2 separate regions of the Mus musculus genome follow, and region 1 is linked to region 2. A link is a contact called in public HiChIP or PLAC-seq data. All regions are on one chromosome and are shown on one strand. The core of a region is the stretch at or near the end of the contact, and the rest is flanking DNA. Distances in the headings are between cores, read along the strand shown.

Region 1 (3,941 bases), core at 1,388-3,887, 350 kb before region 2:
TTCCCTCCACACTGACAGGCTGGGGGCTAGGCATGACATGTAATTCTAGCCAATGAGATGCACGGAAAAGTCTTTGGACTTTGGAGAAAGATTTCCACCAATGTATAGAGAGAGCAGAGAGAACCAGGAGATGAAGTCTTAAGGAGTCATCACAAAGTTGCCCTATTTCTGGGCTTCTTGCTTTTTGAAAGTGTAGGTCAGTGGTTGAGCTAGCATGCCTGAGGCCTTAGGTTTGGTGGGGTAGAGGGTAGAGAAAGAGATGAGTTTAAGCCAAGCACAACGGTGTCTACCTACCTGCCGACTTGCCATTCAGCTATTTGGGAGGCTACAGCAGGAGAGTCAACCAGCTTAAATCCAATCTCATAAATAAATAAATAAATAAATAATCAAAACCAAACAAGACCACGCAGCCAGCAAAGCTTTGTCACGAAGTCCTCATTTAGCAGGGTGGGGAAAAATCACGGCTGTCCCTATATGCAGCATGATCATGCGAGGTACGCTTTGATCATCTCTGCTCTAGGTGGCACATTGTGCACACACCTCTAATTCCAGCTCTTGGGAGACTGAGGCAGGAAGGCTGTCACAAGTTCAAGGCTAGCCTAAGCTACCAGGTGAGTTCCAAAACAGCCTGAGCTACAAAACAGGACCCTATCCTCAACAGAACAAACACAGGAACGAACAAAACAACCCCAAACTCACCAAACAACAACAAACCAACCTCTGCTCCCAGGGCTGCGCGTCACCAGGAGGCGGTCGCTCTGGCAACTTGGCCTGTGGATGGAGATGCTCCGTGAGACTGACAAAGAGGGCGTGGCCCACCAAGAGGAGATAGCTAACGCAGCCCCAGTGTGTCCAGGTAGACAGAGCCATCTGGTTTCAGGGGAGGCACCATGAGCTAGTTCTCTGCTGAAACAACCACCTCCTCGCTGCCCTCCCTCCTCAGACAGGAGTTCCCCAGAGACTGGAAAAACAGAGATTGGCTGAGGCCCCACCTTCAGCGAGGAGAGGAGAGCCCGCTCCCAGTAAGTGTCCGTAATTTACAGTTGTATTTAAGGAAGTCTTGCCCTTCCAACCCTGAACAAAGAGGGTCACCCCAATAAAGCCAGGTGCTGTCACTGAGCAGAGGCAGCCCCCACCCCCACCCCCAGGAAGGAAAAGCTCACATTACCCGATAAAGCTTCTCTTCCAGAGATCTCTTCCAGTGGCAGATCTCCCTAAGGTTTCTAGACCTGTCTCCTCAATTTGCCACAAACCATTTGGGCTCCTTGTGAGAGAGATCTGCCTCTCAGAGCCAAGGGCCTGAAAACCACACGTGCTTCTCCAAGGCCAACTGGCAATCCGTTCTCCACTCCCAATGTCCTTGTCCAATGTTGGAAACGGTCCCTAAGGGCGCCAGGCAACTAAGGCAGTGGGAGAAAGAAAAGGGTGGTTCACTTCTCAGTAAACCAAGGGAGGCCCCGAGTGGCTGGGGATGGGTAGCCAGGCCGGCTGGCTCCACCTGTCTGACCTGCTCAGCTCACTGCCCCCTCAGGCGGGCACAGCTGCTAGGAGCTGGGCTAGCTGCCAGCACCTACCTGGGCCCCTGCAGAGGTGTGCACTCACCTGTCCCTTGTCCCTCCCCGCCGCCGCTGTTCCTTTGCCCAGGGAAGCAGGCACTGAGTCGTCTCCCTGAGTCATCTGGATGCTGACCCAAAAGCCAGAGGGAGTAAAGGAAGAACAAAGAGGAGAGGGGAAGAGGGGAGAGGGAGGAAAATCCCCAGTCCCACACCTGAGCACGCTAGCCTGTATAGTCAGTCATGCGGGTGAGGCTGGGTGGGGCCTGGTCTGGAAGTTAGCCTGGCCACGGCCATATCTTAGGGCTGTTCTATCTCTGTGGGCAAGCTCTTTGGAGGAAGCAGTTCCACTGTCCATCCATGGGCTGGCTCCGTCTACCACAGACACTGGAATCCACAGAACCTAGAGCTGTCCAGAGACGTGGAAAGGCATGGGCAGTGGCCTTTAGGAGCCCAGAGGCTGTGCCGGGCCTCTTCCCTAAGCTCTGCTGTGAGCACACAGGGCCCATCTGTCCCTCTTGCTCCTAAACTTCAAAAAGAATCCCTGAGTTCTTGGGTGCTGCTGGTTTGTTAGGGGATGGCTTGGTTTGCTGGACTCACCGAGGTGCTGATTGGCATAGCTGGGGTGGGGGACAGGGGCTCTGGGCTGCGAGCATCATTGGCAATTTCCCTGTTACCCAGGATCAAGAGGCCTGAGCAGGCAGATTTCGCTTCTCTTCCCTTTGACCCCGTGCCTGGCACGGGGGTAGCGTCTACACACACAGCCCCGTCTGGGTAGAAGGTCACAGACACAGTGTTTACAACGAAGCCGGATGGATGTCTGACCCTTGGGTTCGGACCATGTGCTTCTGAGCTGTCCAAAGAAGGGGAGTCTTGGAGAGTCACAGCAGAAGAGACCCAGTGAGAGCCCAATGGGGAAGCTGGAGACACACAGAGAGTTTCCCAATAGATGCAGGGTGGGTTCCCAACTGTAAGACTCAAACCGGAAAAACAGACCCCAGATTTCCTAAGGTAGTAGAGAGGCAGAGGAAGGAGCAGAGAGTCGCCCTGATGGAATTCACACAGCAACAGGAGGCAGCTGCCCGCGGCTGGGAGTGGCCCGGCAGGTCTCGGGCCTCACGCAGGGTGTGCCTGTCTGCGAGGAACACTTTATGAAGCCTCAACTCAAAGCCAGCACCTTCGCTCAGCTACCCCAAGAGGAACCGACTGACACGCCAGGCCTCGTTCCAGGAGCCGGTCCTCCACACGGGGTCAGTACCCTGGGCAGGCTCCAGTAGTCCACCTAGGATTCTGACCCCTCTGTTCACATAGTCGGGCTTCTGTCTTTCCCCCACACCAGGCCTTGGATAGAAGGCCTAAAAAAAAAAATCCCACAAACACAACCAACTTCCCTGGCTCTTACATCATCCACCAGACCCTGGGGCTGGAGCCCAAACCAGCAAGACGCTGGCTGGCTGCAGAAAACCTCAGGGCAAGGTGCAGTGCTGCAGGCTCGTAATGGGCTAAGAAAGCACTTACCAGGCTAGGCTAAAGTGTGTGTGTGTGTGTGTGTGTGTGTGTGTGTGTGTGTGTAGTGAGGGGTGTCTACTAGCTTCAATTTAGAAAAAGAAGAATTATGTATTTACATACCAACTCCCATGATAAAGTCATCTGGGATCCCCCCAAGTAGGAAGGCCACTTGTGGTTACAGCTGGTGAGTCAATGAAAACACCCCACCAAGCCAATGAGCTCAGCTTCTCAGGAAGGAACAAAGGAAGCGGTACCAAGCCAGTGGCCGCTTCAGGCACTGAGCTGTGGTCCCAGAAAGCCCTCCGCTGAAGCCTCTGACCAGAACTGCTGCGGAAGACGGTTTGCCTCCCAAGGGGCTCTGGCAATGTCTGAAAACATATGTGTTTGCTGCCCTGGGCGGGGGCTGGAAATGCTGGGCATTCTAGCTCACGGGACAGTCCCCCCAAACAAGGACTTTGATCTAAATGTTAATAGCCCTGTGGTGGAGAAGCTGCCCCCACCCTCTGAAAGCCCCTTTCCTTCTGTGGAATTCACCGACAGTGACTCAGGTGACCCTCAGTTCTGAGGGTCCTTGCTTGTAAGAGCTCCTCCCTGTAGCAAGGGCAAGCCTGTGGGCTCCTTGTCTCTGCAAGGAAACAGACCCCAGCCTGGGGTGATCTGCCAGGCCAACTTTCCTCTTGCCACCTAGTTCCAAGCATCCCATGGGTCTCACTAGTGACATCAGCTGGTTCCCACCACCACCACACTAGTGACCCCACAGCTGGTTCTCACCAACATCCACCATCACACTAGTGACCCCACAGCTGGTTCCCACCAACATCCACCATCACACTAGTGACCCCACAGCTGGTTCCCACCAACATCCACCATCACACTAGT
Region 2 (3,893 bases), core at 1,044-3,543:
TCGTTAGCTACTGTCCCCAACCGGCCTATTCAAAATTACATCATTCATTCATCCATCCATCCACTCATTCACTCATCCATTCCATGGCATTCCTACACACTCACTTCCAGTACTATCGGCAGGCAGAGAGCAAGTGACTAAGGACCGCACCCTGATGGGTGTAGAGGCCATGTTCCTAGAGGGCAGCTGAGTCCGACACAGAGCTGCTCAGAGGACAGAGTGCTGCAAAGCAAGGATACAACCAAGGACAAAGTGGAGTCCCTCTGGGGCAAGGGGCCAGCTGGGTAACATCTATGCCGGGGGGGGGGGGGTCTAATTCTTCCGAGTAGCCAGATGCAGAGTCGGGGTACTGCAAACCACACATTGATCCTGGGAAGATCTGGACCTGCAGGTTCCCTGTCAGGGCAGCATCAAGAGCAGTAAGGGCAGATGGGGTGAGAGTTCCTGAGGGACTGACTGTGTGAGCCTGCCTCATTTCTACCTTATTCTCAACTGCGGCCTCACTCGATACACCATCCACAGTCTGCTTCCCAGACCACAGTCAGAAACCAGCCCTTTAACTGGGACGGAAAAGGGGACTTTGTAGTAGGTAACCTTGTCCCCAAAGTTGTTTTCCCTGTTTTTGGATGACTGTTGATAAAGCCCAGTTCCCACGACCCCCCTGTCAGGCTCCGCTAACTTGCTGGAGCCCCTCTGAGAACTCTGGGAACTGTTCCCTGGCTCTTTCTGACTTGTAATAAAGGACTAGACGTGACAGAGACAGTGGAGAGAGGAATGAATGGCCCAGGTCAGGGAGGGCACGGGGCACCCTGGCTGCACTGACCAGAAAGCGCTCAGAACACTGCCCTCTTGAGGTACAGTGTTGCCTAGCACCCAGGAAGCCCCAGCATCCCAGAAAGCCAGGGGCCTGTAATCCTAGCACTTCAGAGGCCTGGGCAGGAGGATCAGTGTCCGCCTCAGCTCTGTAGTGAGTTTGGGGCCAGTCTAGGATCCATGAGATTTTTTTCTCAAAACAAACGACAAAGATCCCCCTGTTCTCTTGAGGATTTATGTGGGAGCGGCTGGTGACATCTAGACCTTCTTCCCCTCTCAGTAAGCTGGAGGGAGGGCAGGGCTGAAAGTTCCCACCCTCTCCACACAGCTAGTTAGTTTCCCTTAGCAGCCAGCCCCATCCTCAGACTGTCCAGCAGCCCTCAGGCCTGGTCAGCCCTGGCCACAGAAAGACACCACTGCAGAATTTTCCAGGACGTTAGGAGCTGAGTGCAGGCGACTGGACAAAGGTCAAATATGCATGTGACAGCATTACAGGTACTGGCAGCTCTGGTGAGAGCCAGAGACTGAGGCACCCTCACCTGTCCCCACTTGCGACACCCACCTAGCTGACCTATCCTGGGTCTCTTCAACAGGTCCCAAGTCTACTTTTCTGGGAAGGACTTGATTGGCCTCGCTGGAATCCGAGCCTCCATTCTGGTCCAGTAAGTTATGGCCATGAGTCAAGTTTGTCTGCTGGTTGCCCACCTTCTTGATTACAAAGGGGAAGAGTTGCCAAAAACAGGCCAGACTAACAGGCTAGAAGCTAACTGTGTCCATGTGAGTTCATCCTGTTTTGGTCTTGCTTAACACACACATACATACAACACACAAACAGACACACACATATCATCCACAATACACACACATATACAACGTGCACACCAATACAAGACAAGACACATATATACACAAACATAACACACACACTTAATATACCAACAGACATACACAAATACACATATATACACATATATAAAATGTATAAAATGCACAACATGAAAAACAGACACATACACCATATACAATACAGAGCCACATACAGAAACACACAGCACACACAACACAGAGAAACACAAACATAAGAGAGACAAGCACATACACACACACAAACACAGCACACAAGCAAGCACATGCACACATATACACAGAAACACACACACACAGCACACAAGCAAGCACATGCACGCTTGTTCAATCTCTTTAGATTTCCTTTATTTTTTATTTATTTTTTATTTTTTGATTGAACTCACGTCCTCTGGAAGATCAGTCAGTGCTCTTAACTGCTGAGCCACCTACCTGTCCAGCCCCTCCTCTGCTTTTCTAAGACATCCTCATTCCTGTTGCCCTCTTTAATGGTTCTGTCCTCAGCCCTACCTTCTGCCCCTCTCCTGTTTTGCTGTCCCTCCTCTAGGTGGCTCCCTAGGACTCCTCAGTGTATGAACGATCAGTCAGTTAACCACACCAGACTCTGTAGAGCAGAGGCACAGAAGCGATGTGGAAAGCTGTGCTCTGATGTTAGCTTGTCTGGGCTTACCCGTGTAAGGAAGCAAGGCTGCCCCAGGCTCCGCCCACAGGGAAGTTAGCCATTGTGGGACTCTCTTCTAGCCCTGCCTGAGAATTTCTTGGCCAGGCTTTTTCTTGTAGAGCTGTGATGGCCATGGCCATTCCCTGCCTGGTGCCGGGACTTTGGCAGAGCCATGTCCCTAAGGATGGGATGACACAGTTTGCTTCTCAGATCTCCATCCATCATAAAGCCCTAGTGGATTACCTGAAATTTATACTTTGCTTAGTTATGTGTACAGGGCTCTGGTAGAACATGGTGGTATTCTTTTTGTTGTGGTTGTTGTTGTTTTTGGTTTTTTGTTGTTTTGTTTTGTTTGTTTTTTAAAGATTTATTTATTTATTATATGTAAGTACACTGTAGTTGTCTTCAGATACACCAGAAGAGGGCATCAGATCTCATTATGGGTGGTTGTGAGCCACCATGTGGTTGCTGGAATTTGAACTTCGGACCTTCGGAAGAGCAGTTGGGTGCCCTTACCCACTGAGCCATCTCACCAGCCCCTGTTTTTGTTTTTTGAGGCAGGGTTTCTCTGTGTATCCCTTCCTGTCCTGGAACTCACTTTGTAGACCAGGCTGGCCTCGAACTCAGAGATCCGCCTGCCTCTACCTCCTGAGTGCTGGGATTAAAGATGAACACCACTGCCAGGCAGTGTTGGCACACGCCTTTGATCCCAGCACTTGGGAGGCAGAGGCAGGCGAATTTCTGAGTTCCAGGGCAGCCTGGTCTACGAAGTGAGTTCCAGAACAGCCAGGGCTACACAGAGAAACCCTGTCTCGAAAAAAACAAAACAAAACAAAACAGGAGACAGAGGCAGGTGGATCTCTCTCTGAGTTTGAGGCCAGTCTGGATTTCAGAGCAAGGTCCAGGAGCTACACGGAGAAACCCTGTCTAAAATAAAATAAAATGTGTATAGGGGCTGGAGAAATTCAGTGGCTAAGAGCACTGACTGCTCTTGCAAAGGACCCAGGTTTGGTTCCCAGCATCTACATGGTGACTCACAACCACCTGTAACTCTAGTTGCGGTCTTCTGACCTCCATGTTTATCAGGCACACATGTGGTGTGTGTGTGTGTGTGTGTGTGTGTGTGTGTGTGTGTGTGTGTGTGCAAGCAGGCAAAACACTCATAGCCAGAAGAATAAAATAAATACATATACTAAGATGAAAAATTACGTGTATATATGTGTCTATGTAGCAATCCCTGCAAAGGCCATAGGAGAACATCAGATCCCCTGGAGCTGAAGTTACAAGCAGCTGTGGACTGCTCAATGGGAGAAGCAAACTTGAGTCCTCTGCAAAAACAAACAGAACCAGCTCCTAAGGTCAGCATTGTCTCTCCAGCCCCATCTCTGCAATGTTTATTTGGAGTCATACCTCTTGTCTAGGCCAATGCCTTGAAATCCTGTCCACTTGAATCTTTAGCCTTAAAGTGGGCAGGCCCCAGGGTGTGGGCTTCCAAGCAGTAGAGGAAGAGTTGTCAGCTCAAGGGTGGGATGGGGAAACCATTTTCCAGATGGGC

Evidence for each region. HiChIP or PLAC-seq counts read pairs in DNA pulled down with a chosen protein or histone mark.
Region 1: a contact with region 2 is called in an H3K27ac HiChIP or PLAC-seq map of large pre-B cells, with 2.7 times the contacts expected there. The contact joins two enhancer-like sites. A contact is called at or near these places in 5 of 39 promoter capture datasets (the C10 cell line, cranial neural crest, hippocampal neurons and 2 more), 2 of 115 datasets of contacts at active chromatin or transcription factors (embryonic stem cells and large pre-B cells) and 1 of 9 other capture datasets (adipose tissue).

The regions. Positions count from the first base shown.
Region 1 is chr4:150,059,452-150,063,392 of GRCm38.p6, reverse strand. No RefSeq gene overlaps it. Among named protein-coding and RNA genes, the nearest start is that of Mir34a, 7.0 kb to the left of the region's middle. Within about 2 kb of position 2,637, at least 160 of the 459 cell types and tissues checked have an H3K27ac peak or open chromatin away from gene starts, as enhancers often do. A contact at or near this core is called in pre-B cells, where this site is marked.
Region 2 is chr4:149,709,126-149,713,018 of GRCm38.p6, reverse strand. No RefSeq gene overlaps it. Among named protein-coding and RNA genes, the nearest start is that of Tmem201, 27 kb to the left of the region's middle. Within about 2 kb of position 2,293, at least 148 of the 459 cell types and tissues checked have an H3K27ac peak or open chromatin away from gene starts, as enhancers often do. A contact at or near this core is called in pre-B cells, where this site is marked.